4 separate regions of the Sus scrofa genome follow, and all the other regions are linked to region 4. A link is a contact called in public Hi-C and HiChIP or PLAC-seq data. All regions are on one chromosome and are shown on one strand. The core of a region is the stretch at or near the end of the contact, and the rest is flanking DNA. Distances in the headings are between cores, read along the strand shown.

Evidence for each region. A called contact is a pair of places that touch in the nucleus more often than the background predicts. HiChIP or PLAC-seq counts read pairs in DNA pulled down with a chosen protein or histone mark.
Region 1: a contact with region 4 is called in an H3K27ac HiChIP or PLAC-seq map of alveolar macrophages. The contact joins two enhancer-like sites. A contact is called at or near these places in 12 of 47 Hi-C or Micro-C datasets (blood, brain, embryonic fibroblasts and 9 more) and 1 of 2 datasets of contacts at active chromatin or transcription factors (alveolar macrophages).
Region 2: a contact with region 4 is called in a Hi-C map of alveolar macrophages, with 2.5 times the contacts expected there. The contact joins the promoter of FNBP1L here to the enhancer-like site in region 4. A contact is called at or near these places in 14 of 47 Hi-C or Micro-C datasets (alveolar macrophages, blood, brain and 10 more) and 1 of 2 datasets of contacts at active chromatin or transcription factors (alveolar macrophages).
Region 3: a contact with region 4 is called in an H3K27ac HiChIP or PLAC-seq map of alveolar macrophages. The contact joins the promoter of BCAR3 here to the enhancer-like site in region 4. A contact is called at or near these places in 4 of 5 promoter capture datasets (fetal liver, fetal skeletal muscle and liver), 29 of 47 Hi-C or Micro-C datasets (adipocytes, adipose tissue, alveolar macrophages and 18 more) and 2 of 2 datasets of contacts at active chromatin or transcription factors (alveolar macrophages and skeletal muscle).

Annotation. Positions count from the first base shown.
Region 1 is chr4:123,806,881-123,810,283 of Sscrofa11.1, forward strand. No RefSeq gene overlaps it. Among named protein-coding and RNA genes, the nearest start is that of DR1, 27 kb to the right of the region's middle. Within about 2 kb of position 1,886, at least 4 of the 83 cell types and tissues checked have an H3K27ac peak or open chromatin away from gene starts, as enhancers often do. A contact at or near this core is called in alveolar macrophages, where this site is marked.
Region 2 is chr4:123,777,972-123,781,463 of Sscrofa11.1, forward strand. It overlaps FNBP1L (formin-binding protein 1-like), which reads right to left and starts at 1,669. Exons shown (of 16, transcript XM_005663661.3): 1 at 1,424-1,669. The coding sequence starts at 1,447.
Region 3 is chr4:123,438,737-123,441,885 of Sscrofa11.1, forward strand. It overlaps BCAR3 (breast cancer anti-estrogen resistance protein 3), which reads left to right and starts at 1,835. Exons shown (of 13, transcript XM_003125890.6): 1 at 1,835-1,992.
Region 4 is chr4:123,588,900-123,592,309 of Sscrofa11.1, forward strand. The region is part of intron 4 of BCAR3 (breast cancer anti-estrogen resistance protein 3); the gene reads left to right. Among named protein-coding and RNA genes, the nearest start is that of BCAR3, 150 kb to the left of the region's middle. Within about 2 kb of position 1,477, at least 16 of the 83 cell types and tissues checked have an H3K27ac peak or open chromatin away from gene starts, as enhancers often do. A contact at or near this core is called in alveolar macrophages, where this site is marked.

The sequences.
Region 1 (3,403 bases), core at 636-3,135, 220 kb after region 4:
AGTATCAATCTTGGTTTCAAGTCCTATGGGAAGAATTTTCAGGGATTCTAGGATCTTTTCCTAAATTATTACCAATACCAATTATTTTACTTTGAAATTTTAAAAAAATCCCTATATTAATCGAGGATCTTTATCTGCAACCAAAAAAAGAACTGACTTACAAGTTTACATTATTTCTCAAGTCTGCTGTAAAAAATGACCACCAACTGGGTGGCTTAAAACAACAGAAATTATTTTCTCACAGTTTCGGCAGTCAAAAGCCCCAAGCAAGTTGTTAGCAGGGCCTCTCTCTGCAGGTTCTACAGAAAAAATTCCTCCTCGCCTCTTCCAATTTCTGGTGGTTCCAGGTGTTCCTTGGATTGTCCCTGCATAATTCTCATCTCTGCCTCGGTTTTCACCTCTGTGCCCATTTTCTCCTCTGTGTCTCTTACAGGACACTTGTCATTGGATTTAGGGCCCACTCAGATAATCCAGGATGATCCTTAACTAATTAGATCTGCAAAGACACTTTTTCCAAAAAAGGCCACATTTACAGGTTCTGAGGGTTTGGACATAGATACATCTTTTTAACTACATAGCGGCTTACCAATGAAGCCAGTTTAATTACCTTACACAAAAAGAAGTCTGTATGTAACAGGTAATCTAGGATTGATGTGGCTCAATGATCTCATCAAAGACCTAGACTTTCCATCTCTCTGCCTCCATAATTCTCAGCATGTTATATTTTGTTTTCAAGCTGCCACCTAATAGCATAGGACAGCTGCCCTGGATCCAGGCTTCACAGCTCTTACAGAACAGTAAACATAGCAGGAAGGGAGAAAAGAAAAAAAAGTGACTTTCTCCTTTTATGGAAGATCTGTCCCTGTAAGCTCCACAGCTTCCCTCTATGCCCCATCATGTTCAACCCAGGCGTGTTATCTGCAGAGGAAAACAGGGGTGCCATGACTGCTTTGTATCTATCAAGATACATGCTCTGGGGTACACTGCCACAACTTGAGTTTTGATTACAAAAAAAAAAAAAAAAAAAAAAGGAAATGGCTACTGAGTAACAACTAACATTTGCTGTAATTCCTAAATGTGTTTTCTGAAGACCGCTAACTGGAAAAAAAACAAAAACTCACCAGCCCTTTTTTCTACCAATTTACATCACTTCATTCAACCAATGCCTGTAATATCTACTCTGTGCTGGGTACTGTGACAGAAGTGGCAGCCTCAAGATCATTAAGACACAACCCACATCCTCCAGGAGCTCTTGGATGAGTTGAATAAAAAGATAAATTCACCAATAATTCCAGGACAGCATGACAAATGCTGTTAGAGATACGCGTATGGGGTAGTCAGGGAATGGAATAGAAAGCAGCCTCTTGAAAAGCAACCCTTGAGATTCTGAGAACAATTAAACAGAGAAAACACGAAGATGGGTGACGGTGATCTAGATAAGGAGCTTGTAGAGAGAACGACATTGGAGATCAGCACCTCACCTTTATTCTTTGTGGCCACACTCATGGCAGGTGAAAATTCCAGGGCCAGGGACTGAATCCAAGCTGAAGCTGCAGCAATACTGGATCCTTTAACCCACTGCACGGGGCTGGGGGACTGACCTGAGCCTCTGCAGGAACCCAAGCCACTGCAGCTGGATTCTTAACCCACTGTGCCACAACCAGGAACTCCAGATGTTGCAATCTCTTGGTATATTTTTGTCGTGTATTAATTCAAATGTAAGTTTTTAAAAATTTTTAACCATAAACATTTTCAAATGACCATAGCCTCAGACATCAAGCGAAGCAGAACTACTCAGCCGAACTCAGACAATTCACAGAACTGTAATAAGTAACACAATCTGTTTTAAGCTGATTTCTTATGAGTAATAGTGAAAGTCAGCAGATGACCAGAAGCTCCAGGGTTCTCACAGTTCTTCATCATTGGGCAATACTGCCGCTTTTTGGCTCTTTCAGTTCCAATAATTATGTGACCTAATTCCTTGCATTAAATCACTCTTTGTTTGAAATAACTTGAGGGGCTTGTGTTTTTCTGGTTAATCACAGACAGTGGTATGACATTTTGTTATCTTGAATTCCTAGAACCAGAGAACTGCTATGCCCTGGGAGCTGAGGTGGGAGTGGGGGGGGGGGGGCTTCTGATCATTTCCACCCTTCCAGGATTGAAACACTATTTTCTCGAAAGATTTTCTTTAATAATTATGACATGAACATTTCTTCTTAACACAGCACATAAAATGTAATTGTTTCTTCTTTTCCATTTTCATTACACTTACTGAGGACTGTATTCTAGATCTAGGAGTGCATGTTATGGAACATCAGGTGAAATGAGGGCTGACCAAGCAGATATTTATAATTTCGACTGGAAAATTTGTACTATGTTAGTTGCTAGGGATACTGAGATGATGATACATATGGTCTCTGACCTCCAGGAGCTCCCACTCCAAGAGGTTTGTAAACAAACTATAATGTGGAACTACGGATTCAAAAAGAGCAATGTGGGAGTTCCCATCATGGTGCAGTGGAAACGAATTTGACTAGGAACCATGAAGACGCGGGTTCGATTCCTGGCCTCACTCAGTGGGTTAAGGATCTGGCTTGGGGTGAGCTGTGGTGTAGCTCGGTGAAGCTCGGATCTGGTGTTGCTGTGGCTGTGGCAGAGGCTGGCAGCTGTCACTCCGATTAGACCCCTAGCCTGGGAACCTCCATATGCCATGGGTGTGGCCGTAAAAAGACAAAAGGCAAAAAGAAAAAAAAAAAAAAAGGCAATGTGTATCATAGGCACAGATAAAGGATGACTACACATGGAGGCTTCTGGGAACACTTTTAGGAGTTAAAATTTAAGCTGCATCATGTAGCTATGGTTAGAAATTCCATATATGGTTAGAAGTTTGCCAAGGGAAGAAGTGAAAATGTCATTCCAGAGGGGTAAGAAGCACAGGCAAAGGTAGTAAAGTGTAAAAAACTCTTTTCAGCTCAGATTTCAGGACAATTGAGAAAGTATAGAAAAAGCTGAATCAAGTGAAAGACATCTGATGTAATGCCCAGCAGTCTGGACTTCACGAGCACCAAGAAGAGAGGCCTCTCAACTCACATTTGTGTTTTAGAAAATCACACTGGTAGCAATGTGAAGAATAGTTCAGAACAAAGAGGGAGTGGCAGCAAGGCCAGTTAGGGGCTGCTACAAAATTCAAGTGAGAATGCCGTAAGGCATAAAGTGAAGAATTATAGCTGTTCAACCTCAGAGGCACCAAGACTGGAACACTGTAAAATAATTACTATACTAAAGGTAGAGGCAGCACATTTTCCAAGCACTTCCTCCTATATTAACAGCTGCTGACCTATCAGTGACATTAAGAACACAATTCCTAACTTCACAATTCTAAATAATGCGCCACGGATAC
Region 2 (3,492 bases), core at 419-2,918, 190 kb after region 4:
ATTGACTATATAATCCTCCTCAATACAAGAACAATTGCATTGTACTATCTAGGAACGTAATGGAGAGGCTCCAGAGGTATGTTCTCTTGGGTGGTGTGTTTACACCCTGGGCAAACACTTGCCCAGAATGTTGCAGATTCCTGGGCTGGCTAAGCAGGTGTTCGACTCGATGAGCTCTAGAGTCTCTTTCAATTCTAAAATTCCCCGTCTGGGAGTAAAATGTGAAAAATAACAGAAAACACTGTACCCTTCCATGAACCGATCTGCCTTCATTCCCCTCCTAACTGTACGTCTGGAGACAAAAAAAGTTCTTTCTGCTCTTTCTCGGCAGCGATTTCACGAGAGCCCAGGTAACAAAAGGCAGGAAAACAGGCACAGGTGGGATGGAGCGGGGAGTGGCTGAAGGCCGGCGGCTCCCGGGACAGCGCCCCCACGCTCCCGTCCCCCGGCAGCACCTGAGAAATCACTGCCCTCCACACCGCCACCCTTCCGCGGCGGCGAGCGAGCGGGTTCTCCGACCTGTTCCAGTCCCCGCCGCACCTGGCCAGACACCGGCATTGTCTGCAGCCTTCAGCGCCCATGAAAGACAAGGAGGCATGGGCGAGAAAAGCGGGAGAAAGAGGAGAAAGAACGACGGAAGGGCAAGAAGAGCAACTGGGAAGCCGTACGCTCCTTCGGCACCATCGGCTTCCCCATCGATCTCTCCATTTAATTCAGGTCCCCAAAGCCAAGCCCCCGGCCCTGGGCGGCAGCCAGAGGTGGCCCAGCCCGGAGTCCCCGAAGCCACCGTGGTCGGAGCACGGACACCAGAAGAGGGAAATGGGCGTGTGGGCTGGGCCTGGCTGGCCGGAGGCCGGGCTCCGAACAAAGCCGCCCGGCTCCCCCTACCTGGGGCGAGGGCGGCGGGCGGTGCCTCGCGGGTCCCCGCGCCGCCCCAGCCCGGCGCCGCCCTCGCCCGGGGACCCTGGCCGGACCCGGGGCCGCGGCGAGCCCCCTCCCCGCCCGCGAACAGCGCCCCTTCGGGACAATGGGCCCCCTCCCCCGCCCCGGGGAGGGGAGATACAAAGGCTGGGAAGCGCGGCCCGGCCCGGAGCCAGGCGTCCGGAAAGTGAAGGCGGAGGAGGGAGAGGGGCCGGGAGAGGATGGCGGCGGACGCGGCAGCCCGGGGCCGCTCCCCAGCCGTCCAAGCCGCTGCCCTCAGCCGCACCGCGGCGGCGGGGCGGGAGCGCGGGCCAGCAGCCTCTCACGCCCGGCCGAGCGGGCAGGGGTCTGCACACAAAGGCGAGCGGGACCACCCGCCTCTCCGCCCGCGCCAGGGGCGGCGACGGCCCGACGCGCTCGGGCCCCCGACGGTCCGGGCGTCTGCCCAGCCGCAGCCCCTCCGGGCCCGGGTGCGCGCGGGGCGCCCCTCTCCTCGACTCACCCACAGCTCCGTGCCCCAGCTCATGGCGGAACTCGAGGCCCCTCGAGCCGTCTGGCCGCCCTGCTGTCCGAATGTCCGTCGGCTCTGCCGTCAGGCTGTCCGGCCTCCCACTGGCGGGCTCGCGGCTCGGCTGCTCAGCCTCGGAAGGTGCCGCCACCGCCGAGTTCCCCAGTGAGTGAGAAAGACGCGACTGGAGAAGCCGCCGCGCCGCCGCCGCCGCCGCCGCGTCCCCGCCTCCCGGAGCCGGGCGGGAGGGGGCCTGGGCTGGGGGGAGGCGGGACGCGGAGAGGGGAGGGGGCGGGGCGCGATGCACCCTGGGATCGGGGCGGACCGCGCGCGCCCGGCCGAGCCCGGCAGGGTCTCCTCGCCCCGGGTCCCCGGGCCGCCGCGCTTTCTCATCCCGCCCAGGCTCTCGCTTTTCGTCTCTCTGGGCTGGGACTGTCCCACCGCCGCGGCCACTTGAATCGCGGTCACCTAGAAGGAAAGGGAGAGACGGAAAAGACGCCCACCGCCCTTCTCTGCCCTGAGCCCCCTTAAATGAGGCGGCTCCTTCCTGCCTCTTGCCGCCTCCACTTGGGAGAAACCCAGACAAGGAAAACTCATCCAAATCCTTGGGTTTAGATTGTGGAGAGAGATGTTTTATTTATAAGAAAAAATCTTAATGGAAAGGGTGAGCTCGGGAATCCCTTGAATGTGTAGAGCATCCAATGTGAATGCAGCGTGCCCCTGATTTTTTTTAATAGAACATTTTAATTGTTTGAGTCCTGTCGGGAACTCATTAAAGAAGGTAGATCTTTCAGCTTTCACTTGGGGATGCTGCCATGAGAGGAGATGGAACACATGGACAAAGGGGAGCCAGGCTGTCACCTGCAGGAAAGGAGAACTGAGCTTGCCCCTTGTCTGGAATGGTGACCTCGCGCCTGCGGAATTGCATGGAAGGCAGATTCCTAGTCGGCAGAGCAAAGAGCCTATTCGGACCTCAGATATTTCTCATTTAGAATATCGGAGCCATTTCCTTTTTTCTCCGTGGAGTTACTTCCCGGCCTTTCTGAGTAATCATTAACTGCGGTCAGCAAGTTTGACTGGTTGGTTTTAGGTATCAAGTATGCTTAGCAACTCCCTAACATACGCTTTAGCATTAATTGCTTGTCTCCTAAAAACACACACGCACACGCGCCCACACAGTCCAAGCAATCACTAGTAGAGTGCTCCTCGGTGTGTTTTGACAGCTGAGGGTCTTAAGTTCTCCCAGGGCTAGTCAGCCTTTGAAACACCTCCCTATAGGGCCTGCTCAGATGCCCCAGTCTCTCCCACCTATATCCTTGTCCCTGCCTGGCTGTGCTCCCTCTTGGCGTTGGCCAAATATCCTCATCCTTCCTGACCGTCCAGACAAAACTCTTGCTAAATTGTTTGCTGCCCTTCTGTGACTCCAGCTCCAGCATAACAATTACCCTCCTCCAAGAGGGTTGTGGCCCATAGTTAAATGCTTAAGTGTGCCATGCAGTGATAAGGCTGTTAAGCATGGACTGAACACTTTCTCTTTCCAGCATTTTCCTGTTTCCTTCGAGGGTATTTATATCACCTAACCCTGCGATCCACATCGCCTCTTCCTTTAAAAAAAAAAAATTACATGCTTTCCCTTGAAAAGTAAGCTACCATTCACCATAAAGATTACCCTCTCCTCAACCATGCTATACACAATTCCCCAACAGAACATAAAGTCTTATCTCTTAGATGAGCGGTTTTCTTCTTTTGAAATTTCTGAACAGAATTCCACACTCAGAACAATTAATTTCTCTTCCAAAAGTTAGATTTGAGGGCATCAGATTCAGAGAAAAATTACATTAGTCTATGTTTTCATAAAATTTAAATTGATATAATCAACTTAAACTGATAATCCTCAAATAATCAATTTACAAAATTATTTCATGATATTAAAATTTACTTCAAACTCTTTAAGCAAGAATTATTAAAAAGTGAAAACTATCACAACAAAGGAATTAATGTGCTATACTTTGCTATGAAAACAATAAAGATCAATCGGATTTCAGAGTGTTACTTTTTTATAG
Region 3 (3,149 bases), core at 585-3,084, 150 kb before region 4:
GCCATAGCAGGCTAATGCCTTAAAGACTATGCCCCCACTACAGCTCATTTTTTAATGTGCTTACCAAGTGCCAGGTGTGGCATTAGGTTCTGGGTATAAAGTGGTGAATAAGACATCCTAGTCCCTACACTCGTGGAATTTTCTAGTACACTTTCCCAGAGAGCATTCAGCCTTTTGCACAGCAGGCTGACTTCATTATTGATCCACTTGTTCTTGAGGAGTAGCGATGAATTTATGCATATGCTCCAGTCACATTCTTCCCGGGCAGCTTTGGTGTGTGGAATGTCCACAAGAATGAGGAAGAGGAGCAGGTGTGAATCAGACCAGTGTAAACCCAACACGGGTCCCGACCACGGCTCCTTAATCGGTTCTGTTCTTACCCACGCCTAACCAGCCGGAGACAAGCTCCCTAACCGAACCCTGTCAAATTGCATTCTAGAGTGCCTCCTTAGGAGTTCCCTTCGTGGCGCAGCAGTAGCAAACTCAACTAGTATCCATGAGGATGCGGGTTCAATCCCTGGCCTCTCTCAGTGGGTCAAGGGTCCAGGGTGGCCGTGAGGGGGTGCTGCAGGTTGCAGACGAGGCTGGGATCTGGTGTGACTGTGGCGCAGGTCGGCAGCTGTAGCTCCCATTTGACCCTTAGCCTGGGAGCTTCCACACACTGCAGGCACGCCACCCCCCCCCCAAATCAAGTGCCTCCTTATTCATGTTTCTGATCCAAACATGTTTCCTATACATCTGCTGGTACATCACTGCACAAACGGTGCATATGCTTTTATGCCCTTTTCCGCTCCAAAGCACCGTGAAGCAGATGAGTCCAGCAGTGGTGTCTCTACACGGGTGAGAAGTGGGCTCCTCCAGTCCTGCGGATGAGGGGAAGCTGGCAGGCTGGTCCTTCACTCCGGCCCAGGCCTGCCCCCGCCCCGCCCCCAGCCCCACCCCCGCCAGTGCCTTCTGGCCTGAGTCCCACACTAACCCCGGCACTAGCTTTACAGAGTCTGTGCCCTTGGACCTCAGCCCGCACGGAGCCCGCGTCGGTGTGACTGACGCTTCTTCCTCTGAGCAGGTGCAGAACCCCACCACTGGCTTCTCAAGAACCCCGAGATGCCCCCAAGTAAGAAAACCCCACAGATGCTTCCGGGAATGGCTCCAGCTGAATATACTACAGATGCCTCTGCTCAAGAGTAAATTCCAGTAAGAAAAGAAACAACTATTTCATGCTGACAAATAGTTCTCTGCTTGAGCCACTTCGTTCTCGTAATTCTCTGAGCTTCTCCTTTGGGCCTGCACAACGAAGCTCCCTGGTCCTGGGAGAGCACTCAGTAACCATAAAGCTATAAAGAGGACGCTCCGGGCCACGTGGGAGGCAGAGTGGGGTCGAGTCACATGGAACAAGAAAAGCCTGCCTGGGAAGGCACGGGGATCTCGTTTCTGATGTAATCGCTGCTCTGCTTATCACTCAATGAAAGATAAGCCCTGCGGGGCAACTGGGCATTCTGCTCTCCATGGAGCTCCAGTGAGGAGCCTGGCGTATAGATGGTGCTCAATAAATGTTTATTGAAAGTAGGAAAGAAGGCAGGTAGATGGAAAGAAGTGGGGGGGGGGGGCGCACCTAAGCTTCTGAGAAGGACGCAAAGAAAATGTGGCAAGAGAGCTAAGGTCTGGGTAAGAGCAGGGTTTGCACAAGTCCCGGGGTTGGCGCAGGTGAAAACCCTATGCCTAAGTTGCTGAAAACACACGTGTCCCTGGGTTTCGGGAGATGGGAGACGTGGGCGGAAGGGCAGAGGTCAATTTTACCACCATCCGCCAGCCGGCTGAGCAGTGGAGCGCAGGCAACCCCAGTTGGTGCTGCGTAACCATCGGTGCCCAGAGCAGCGGAGATTCCCGCCCCCCCAGCATCTGGACCCCCAGGGCAGGAACACTGAAGGCCAGACCTCCCCGTGTGCCTTCACGGCGTGGCTCATGGGAACCTGCTGCTCTTGGAAACCTCAGGTAAGGAGGCAGCTCTGCCACGGCAGGCACACAGGGGGTACCCACGCGAGGCTTGGCAGGGTGTGGCCGCGAGTCCCGAAGGGCAGTTTTGGCACTCAGGGACCTGGGGGCTGGGCCCGCAGAGGGGTCCTAGAAGCACGTTTAGGCATTAGCTTAAAACACCGCCTGACTGCCTTTGTAGGACCGTTTCACACGAAACCATCTATAAGGGAAGCAGGGCAGGGACTGTCATCTTTTTTTTTTTTTTTTATAGAAGAGGCAGTCGGGATTCAGTAAGGCTGAAAAACTTCCAAGGTCTCACAATAAATGCTCAGGGTTTAGACTTCAGGGCCTCTGGCCCTTTGTCAATCATAGCAGCGGAGGCACGGCAGCGGCAATGTTGAAAATGACCAGCAGAGGGCGGTCTTCACAAAGGCTGTGGCCCTATCCCGAGAGCCATCAAAGGGTCCCGGCTCTTGGGACAGACCCGCATCGTGGATCCCCTCAGGCTGAGAAGGATACAACCTCCTCTCCTGTGATTTTCCTGCCCCACGAAAGCTTCCCTAAATCTAAACCTGAAACACCAGATACACATAAATTCCAGGAACGGACTACCAAAAAGCTGGCTAGTGCCCTTCAAAAATGTCAAGGTCAAGAAAGGCTGGCTGAAGACCTGTTCCAAATTAAAGGAGCCTAAATAGACATGACAGCTAAATGAACACGTGACTGACCTTTGATGGGTTTAGATGATAGTATTCTGTCGATGTTGAGTTTCCTAAAGTTGGTCATTGTGCTCTTTTTATGTAAGAGAATCTCCTTGTTCATAGAAATATTTAGAGGCATGGAGTTCCCGTCGTGGCTCAGTGTTTAACAAACCCGACTACTAACCATAAGTTTGCTAGTAATCACGAGTTTTCGGGTTCGATCCCTGGCTCCGCTCAGCGGGTTAAGGATCTGGCGTTGCCGTGAGCTGTGGTGTAGGTTGCAGACGCTGCTTGGATCCTGTGTTGCTGTGGTGTGGGCCGGTGGCTACAGCTCCAATTCAACTCCTAGCCTGGAAACCTCCATATGCTGCAGGTGCCACCCTAAAAAGCAGGAAAAAAAAAAGTTAAGAAAAAAACACACCAATAGAATATTACAATAAAAGAAATGGAGCAAAGTATAAGTGATGGGGGAAT
Region 4 (3,410 bases), core at 227-2,726:
CCTGCAGGGGAGTCTTCTAGTCATCTCCACCTGGTTTTCCCAGTGCCCAGATGGAGAGGGATCTGGGACCCCTCGTGCATCCTCGGCTCTGGCGGAGAGGAGGCAGGGAGGCTGAGCCCCGAACCCCCGGGGTGATGGGGCTGTGTGTCACAGCAGAGGGAGCTGGGTAGAGAACGAATCCACAGTCCAGTCTGCACTGTGTGCTCCCGACACCCCCCGTGGTTGGCATGGCTGCGCATCAGTAGGCCTGACGGGGACCTGGGATGCGGTTGCTAGGCTACTAGGAGTGAGGACCGGAGGGGAGCAGGCTGGGGAAGCCCTCGGGCTGTTTAGTAGTTCTTTCACTTGCGCACAGGCTCGCCTCCTTTGGGGGCCTCCCTGCAGCACTCTGCTGAATGTGATGAGAACCTTTGAGCAGGTCCAGGGAACCTGGAATTTCCGAGACTTCTTCTCCACTCTTTCTGTCTCTTCAATTCTGACTGTTAGAGAGGGGCGTTTGGGGTTTTCCTTTTTTTCTGACTTTTCTTTGTGTCCCTCGCCCTCTCCTCCCTCCGCGCTTTTCTAAGCCCACAGTAGCTTAAAGCATGATCTGGAAAGTCTGGTCTTCACTGTTTTATAGAACCCTGAAGTCCTTTGCTGTAATTAAGTATAGTTGATTCTCTCCGCCTGTATCTGGGCAAGACGACTTCTTCCAGCCTGGAAAGCAGAAAATTCCCCCCAGCTGTACCTTCCGCCTGCTCAAAGTAGTGACTTTGGTAGCCGTGTACAGCTCTGGAATTTTCCTCTGCGTACCTAGCATACCTTACCCTAGATATAAAACCAACTTTTTTTTTTTTTTTTTTAAACAGAGGAAATAGCTTTTAGAGGAAATAGCCCTAGGCAAATTTGTGCGGTAGCGTTTTCTTCTGGGCTGCTTTACCTGCTTACTGCCCCCGTTTGGTTTTTGCCTATTTTTACCGCCTTTAAAATATATTTACCCCGCATCTACTTTCTTAGACCTGCGTCGGGTGACTGCTTAGAACCTTTGATGTAATGAAATAATTATTCTAAAATGTGACCACGTGGTAACAGCTCAGTGTGTTACCCTTCCTGGCTAGCATTCCAATAGAAGATTCCAAGTTACAGCCCCTAAGACTCCCGGGAGGGGAGGGAGCCTGGTCTGAGCTCTGGTCTAAGGAGCAGCATAACCTTGAACTTACTAGCTCCTCTCAATGGGTCCCATCTTCCCTACAGCTGGAAACGAGGGGGTGGGCCCGTGTCCTTTCTAGTTTAACACTTAGGATCCTCTGTGCCTGTGACAGTCTGGAGGGGGAAGGGTTTCGTGAGTGGTAAGGGGTTCTTAATTCATCACGGTGGATCATAAAACTGCCACACTGATTGGAACCAAGGTGGCACTTCATGTTGTGTCCCAGACATTAAGACCTAGGATGTGACAGATAATAATTGCCCATCCATCACATGACCTCAAAAGCCTGGAGTCGTACCCGGAGCTCCTGCAGTTGCTATTATAATCCATTATGCTTTCGCTTTTGTAACCCCTTCTTGAACTTCTGAAACCGACTTTCATTTTCGTGCTTCCATCCTTTTCTCCTGGGGCTTCTTCCTCTTTCACCTTCAGGAGTTGCCCCTCCCGTTCTCCTACACACGGATTCATTTTATAAATTTATATTATTTCCTATTTTCTTCCCCTTTATACCAATCTCCCTTTGAGCCTAAAGATTCTAATTCTAGCTTCTTCACAGGCAAGCCATACAGTTATATTAATAGAGTTTCTTTTCTGAGAGTGGTTGAAAAGTATAATTTTTAGGGGATTAGCTCTAGCAGAGCTGGGTGGTTTTGTTTAGTTTTTAAAGAAACATTTATTATAGATTGGTGATTTTCCTTTTAGAAGAAATGTTTCTTATAGCTTTTTCATTTTAAAATAAACTGTCCTGGAGTTCCCGTCGTGGCTCAGTAGTTAACGAATCTGACTGGGAACCATGAGGTTGCGGGTTCGATTCCTGGCTTGCTCAGTGGGTTAAGGATCCGGCAGTGCCGTGAGCTGTGGTGTAGGTCGCAGATGCGGCTCAGATCTGGCATTGTGGTGTAGGCCAGCAGCTACAGCTTGGATTAGACCCCCTAGCCTGGGAACCTCTATATGCCGAGGGAGCGGCCCTAAAAATGGCAAAAAGACAAAATAAATAAATAAATAAAGTAAAATAAAATAAAATAAAACTGTCCTGAAGGAAGACACCTTGGGAAACACAGCAAGAGCAAAGTAGAAAACAAGCTTGGGGTGAGTGTGTTTTCAAATTAGCCAAGGTGTAGGCAGAGGCCGTTTTCGTGCCCAGGCTCTCAACAGCCTGCTCCCTCTGCAGTTGCAAGGGTGGGCTGGAATGCAGCCTTTTGTTCCCGAGAGCTCCCTAGCAAATGAATATCCTTTCTTTTGTTGCCAGCCCTGGTGGGACTCTTGCTGGAACCACTTGTGAGCTTTTAGAAGATGCTTTGCAGTTTCTGAGCTTGCTTTGTGGGTTAGGAGAGGCAGGGATGGGAGCGGAGCCATTATCCAGGAGGGGACCGGTGCCCTTGGACGCCTCCATCCTCCCGGGAGCACGGCCGTGACTTGGAGATGGGTCCTTTCTAGGGTTAATGCTCCGAAAGGCGCCTTCTAAGGGCGTCTAGCCCTTGACAGACTGCCCCAGGCTCCCATCCCAGCGAGGCCTACGGTTCCTAGTTCCTACATTAGGTCACCCAGCAGATTAAAAGAGGAGTAATTATGCGAATTCCAGCGCCAAGAATAAGTGCCGGGGCTGTGGGAGCCTCGTGGGGGCGGGGGCGGTGGGGGCTGCCCCTCCCCCTCTGTGCCCGCGATGGCCACAGCCACGGTCACGGTTAAATAGCCCTCTGTGAGGAAAGTCTTTTCTTCCAGCAGGGAAAACAGGCCAGTCTGCTCTGAATTAGCCAGCTCACAAAGTCATGAAAGGGACTTACAAAAACAATGGCGCGCTGTACATTCCGTGAGATTTTAACAAGTTCTATGAACCAAATAATGGCCCGATTGGCTGGCTCTGCAGGTTTTTTTTCCTGAGTGCGCACATCCACAGAGCCAGCACCGTCCCCGGTGGGACCAGAAGATCAAACACTGCCAGCCGGGAATGGAAAACAGCCCTGGGGCTCACATTCAGAGCTCCCATCCAGCTCCTCCCTCCCCACCCCCCGCCCCCCCAAAAAACAAAAACGTTCTGGGCAGATAGTCTTGGGAGGCTTAATGTTACCACACGTGGGGACGGTTGCTGAGGCTGGCGAGGAGCAGGAAGAGCGTGATGGAGCCCAGCCCCTCCTTCCGGGGATCCCCTGTCCTGCAGGTCTGGGAAGTGTGGCCGTTGCTAAAAAGGAAAACCTCATCCTGAGAACAGGCCCATTTTACAGAT